2 separate regions of the Mus musculus genome follow, and region 1 is linked to region 2. Evidence: chromatin contacts called from public promoter capture Hi-C data. All regions are on one chromosome and are shown on one strand. The core of a region is the stretch at or near the end of the contact, and the rest is flanking DNA. Distances in the headings are between cores, read along the strand shown.

What was found. Promoter capture Hi-C pulls out the DNA fragments that hold promoters and counts their contacts.
Region 1: a contact with region 2 is called in a promoter capture Hi-C map of pre-B cells, with 4 times the contacts expected there. The contact joins the promoter of 4930449E01Rik here to the promoter of D130079A08Rik in region 2. A contact is called at or near these places in 2 of 39 promoter capture datasets (liver and pre-B cells).

What each region holds. Positions count from the first base shown.
Region 1 is chr14:105,497,491-105,500,190 of GRCm38.p6, reverse strand. 4930449E01Rik (RIKEN cDNA 4930449E01 gene) reads right to left here and starts at 1,403. Exons shown (of 3, transcript NR_045921.1): 1 at 1,110-1,403.
Region 2 is chr14:104,457,920-104,460,619 of GRCm38.p6, reverse strand. It overlaps D130079A08Rik (RIKEN cDNA D130079A08 gene), which reads left to right and starts at 1,284. Exons shown (of 5, transcript NR_168067.1): 1 at 1,284-1,401.

The DNA.
Region 1 (2,700 bases), core at 154-2,653, 1.0 Mb before region 2:
TGTATGTTTGTATGTGAGTGAGTGTGTGTGTGTGTGAATTTTTCCTATGCTATCATGTAATACACTCCCCGGTTGTATAGATTTAGGAATCACATTTTTCTTTCCCTCCTAGCCCACTATGATGAAGACACCTTGGAGTCTAGGGAAGAAAAGCCAGTGGGTCAGGAAAGCGTCTATCTGTCTTTCCGCCCTCATAGATAAAGCAGGAATTTTCTGGTGGTCTCTCTCTCAGCTTCTGATGTTCAGAAAGATAACTGTGTACACCCCCGTCGGAGAAGACGCTGACTTTTGTGTGGTTCCTTCTTGTGCCTGTCTTTCCCCTTCAGGGTTTAACTGAGTTTCCGACGGCCTGTCTCCGGCTGTGATAAATCAGGGGTTTCTTTTTCCCACTCTGGACTCCATTATGACATCACAGTAGCTATACAAACCCCAGAGTGAAGCAAACAAAAGAATTTTTTTAGTTCTCCTTCATTCAATAAGGCTCCATTTTCTGTCACACGACAACCTTTTGACCTGCATCCTAATGGCTCTGGTCACTCAAGGGCAGAAGTCCGGCCATAGGTTAAGTCTGTGCGCGTTTATGTTGAGGAGGGGTCTGTTTGTGCTCACTTCCTGTTGTCTGCTGGCACAATGCCATTGCTGTTCCGGAGCCATGAGATTCTGCTTCCTGAGTGAGCTCTTTCCCCTGAGATGTTAAAAGGAGGTTGCCTGTCTTGTCTCTGTCCCTTCAGTTAGCCAGGCCTTTTTGTCTTGGCTGCAGCTGAGCTGACAGTAGAGCCATCTTACCTTGAGAGGCTTGGGGGCGGGGCGGTGGGGGGCAAGTAATGCTGACTATTTCGTCGCGTTGCAACGGTTTCCCCGCTTTGCATTTCTTAACACCTGCTAGCCTGAACATTGCTTTAAAATGTACAGCTTCTGTTTGGTTCCTTTTTAAATGTTCAAAGCAAAAGCAGAACATAAACAATAGGCATATCAGGTAAACGCAGACTATTTGGGCAATAGTCGGATTTAAATACAGATCTGCAACTCCTCTCTCTCTCTCTCTCTCTCTCTCTCTCTCTCTCTCTCTCTCTCTCTCCCTCTCATTCTGTCTTCTCTGCCCACCTTACCTGCTCCTGCCTTCCTCCACACTCTCCCATTCTGCTTCAAGGAGAGGAGCAGACTGACCACTGCTAGAATGAATGCTACCAAGCTGACCAGTCGCAGAAAGTGTTGAGGCATGTGAACAACGATCCATCCATGCAACACACTCATTCAGCCAGCCAACCCAGCTGGCCTTCATCCCTTCCTCTTTCAGATGGGCCCAGGTTCTACAGGGTAAAGTCACTCAGCATTCCCAAAGCAGAAAGCAGTAGGTAGAGCAGATGAGTGAAGACCAGCCTGGAAAGGATATAGCATTCGTCATCCCGCACAGGAGAGACGTGGGGGATCTGTTCACACTCCATCTCCTGTCTTACCGGGGAGGGGGGGGGGAAGGGTCTCTGTACTACCTATGGTATGTGAGCAGGCACTGCACACTTAGGGGAGCGCTGCTCTCTGGAGTCCCATTGTCTTCAACTAATTCTTTAAAGGATAACGCAGAAAGGATATTTAACTTGGTACATTTCCAAAACCAGTGATTTACTCTCTCCACTAGTTTCCCAGTCTATGCCCTCAAGATGGGCATAGAATTTATCACTTGGCCTCTTCTTGGCTATGTAGACAGACAATATGGGATCCTCCCTTCCTTCTTTTCCTTTTTTCTTAAACCACAGTTCCAAATTATGCATATTCCTCTGTTGTGCAATCTCATGTTCCACTCCCCCCCCCTCCATATGCTATGACAGATCACTACAGCAGACCATTGTGAATGTCCCCCGAGGTGGGAAGGCTGCCTTCCTGAAGCAGATTAGTGATCATCCTGGAGTGGTTCCATGTTCCTTTTTCCAGGAGCCAAACCCGGATGCTTTTTTTTTTTAAAGATACTTTTAAAAAAAGAAATGCAGGCACGAATATAACTCGAGGAATGTTATACTTCCTGGTACCAGCTGTTCATCAAATTATGAGAAGAAACAGGAGGATTTATGATCCTTGAAATTTCATTTGAGCCCATGTTGTCACAGGGGTACTTCCTACCATATGCTCCATCCTTTTTGCAAGGTCCCAAGAAACCCCCCCCCCCCCCGAGAGCATGGAGTCCCGAGGGTTAATTTAATTTTATCTGTTTTCTTCCCATGGTAGTGAGAGAGAAGCTGCCATAGAATCCTCCCATTCCTCTTATTTTTTTTTTCTTCACATATAAGTGGTTCTCTCCTTAAAAATATAAGATTCTCCTTCTCAGCATGGTCTAGGATTTCTTAAATTTTCCTTCACGTGACTGCATAAATATAAGATTATGTCATTTTCATAAAAATGAACACAAATGGGCATAACCATATTAAACAAATTTTGTCATTCAAAGAATGACAAATATGTTTTCCTTCCCTTGTGATTCCTAACATATATATGGATATGTAAAATAATGTATGCATATGACATAAAAATAGAAGAGAAATAGCCTAGGAGAATAAGAGGAATAATAGAAAGGGGGGAGGGCAAAAGAGATAGGGAGGGCATAGGGGGCAAGGTGATCAAAGTATGCTTATATACTTGTATGAAAATAGCTTTATGTAACACATGACCACGTATCATGACTATACACAAGGAAAAAAGTTTTTATAT
Region 2 (2,700 bases), core at 35-2,534:
ATTTTCCCGGTCAGGGGCAGCATACAGCCAGGCAAGAGTAGATGCGAGCGGGTTAAGAGCCCAAGGCTAGGGCATCCCGCGCGCGTGCGCACTGGTAGCCACCGAGCTCAGACCGTGGTGGGGGCGAGTCCGAGCGGACTGAGTGCGTGGAGCGTGGCGGGGGGGTGGGGGATGGGGGGGGGAAAGGGAGGGAGCAGAGCCCGCACATGCGCACTGAGCGCGACTTGGGGGAGTCAGCTGCAGTTCCCGGTTTCAAAAATTAGGCGCTGTCAGAGGTCGAGTTCCTCTCCTAAGTGCCTTTGAGATCAGTTTGAGTGAAAAGGGAAGAAGACGCAAATCTCATATTAGTTAAAAATTCTCTTTTTACATCCCAACTTGCCTAAGTCAAAAGTCAGTTAACGGATGCAGAAGTTTCAAATTTGGTTTTGCAGGTTTAATTTTTATTTTATTTTTTATTTTAATTTTTTGTTTATTTTCAAAAGAATTGGATGAATACGACCTAGGCTTTTGCTTTGTTGTTAAGATGCAATACCCCGCGAACTGATTAGACTAGAGAGGATTTATATCTGGACGAAAGGATTGGGGTGCTGCAAAGCCCTCGTGTTCTCCCTCAGATCGTCCCCCTCCCCCGGTGGAATGGGGAAGAGCGTCCCAGTCTGCTCTGAGGGAGGTGGCTAGGAACAAATTGAAGGGGTGAAGGGAAGCGGAAGGGACTGGCAGAGAGCTTGATGAAGACTTGGCAAAGAGGGTGGATGGAGAGAAAAGAGACCGCGCATTTATCGAGTAAAACGAATTGCAAGCATAAGTTTGTTTAATAACTCCGACGCCTAGCCTCAGCACAGCACAATGTATACAAACTTCTATAGACGAGAATCGGAATAAAACAAAACGTTGACAATTTCCAACCGCGGAAAATCACTTGCACAGGTCTCTTCTCTCCCTCCCGCCCCTGCCAAGTGTTGACAATAAACATTTAATGAAGGCAGAGACCTGGCCGTCTCCAGACAGTGTCAGAATACTTTCAGCAGACCATTAGCACGGCTTCTTCTACTTCAAACATCGCGTGGCACACCCTTACATTATTAAAAAAAAATACAACGTGTGAGATAAATAATCCGTTCACAAAGCTATCTTAAGTGGTCTGCAGGAGTTCTGACGCCCCTGTACTTACTAACAGAAAGTAACTCATTGTAGATTACTCGCGCTTAAAAATGTTAAATACAGTTAATGCAATATTAATCGCCCTTTGGTGATATAAAATGCAATATTTTCAGGCAGCTATTGAGCTTTTCCAGAGGAAGGGCTGATGAGAAGAGTCGCAGCTGAATAGTGAGAGAAAAAGCCTGGTATTTATTGCTTTTGTTTGGCTTTTGGCTACAGAGACAGGAACCTTCTAATGGGGTAAGGACATTTATTTTATCTGCAATCTATTGCTGAGAGAGCAGGGGCGGCAGATGGGGCTGGTGCGATATTCACAGTGTAATTTAGAGCAAATCCTAATAACTAATAATGATTTATGTTAATTTTGATCATCTCTGCGACTTTATCAAATCGTTGCGATGAAAGAAAGAAAAAGAAAGAGAAGCTAAATGTGCAGAGGGCTCTGAGGCTCACGGGTTTGGGAGCTCGCGTCCTGGGCTCTGCAGAATCTTAAAATGCATTCTGTTTTAGCAATGGAAATGTAGGAATTTGAAAAGGCAGGTAGGTAGGGTGCCTTTGACGAGGTACAGAGATGTTTGGATCAGGCTTATCTTTCTTGTCAAATCTACTTAAAATGTGTAGCCTTTCAGCGGCAAGCGCTTTTTATCTGTTTTCACTAAAACCGAATACGTTTTGGTTGTTTTGTTTGCCTACATTTAAACTAAACTTAAAAAAAAAATCCTCATGTTGGGTGCAGAGGGGCGGGGGCGGGAGCTATCTTGGGACTGGGAAAGCAGGGAACAAATGTAAGTTAATAGAGTCTTCCGAATGGGTAATCTTAATGTCTAGGTTCCAAGTGAGTTTAAGCTCGGCCAGCAATCTCTTGGCGCACACTGCCACTCCTCTTGAAGAAGTTCTTTTACTGGTTCCTTGAGTCCACTGCCAACTAACTCCTAATCTTTACCTTCCATCTGACACATGTTTGCCAGCATCAACTTAGGGAAACCAATTTCGGCCTTTACCACCCATCTCTACCTCCTTCCAAGAAATTCCCAGGCTTTTAAACTTAAACCGGTCTCTTCTCTCTTGACTTCCTTTGGTAAAGTGGCACACGAATAGAACTCCCAGGGGCTTCCAATTGAAACCCGGTTTTGCACTGAAATCCGGACTATTTTCGGCTAGAGTCCCAGCAGTTTTGAAAGGAAGGGCGCAGCCTCGCTCCTGGCAGTTTACTTCTCACTTACCTTTTGTGGGTTTTAACGCCTCGGGGCTATAGTTTGAAAGTAAAACAGCTTCAAAGCATCGCCTTATTAGCTCTGTATTTGAGGAATCCAGAGATGAAAACTACCTAAAAGGTTTAATAGGGCGGAACAGTATTTATTTGCCAAGCAAACAGCCAGAATATAGTTCAAAAGGGGCGCAGTGGCTTCTCAGCGGGAGGCTGGAAGGGCGAGAACGTGGGCAAAGCGAATTTCAAGCTTCAGTTCTGAGGTTAAAGTGAATCAAGTAAGCTCGGAATGAGATGGATCTTTTGATTTTTTTTTTTAACATTATCTCTCG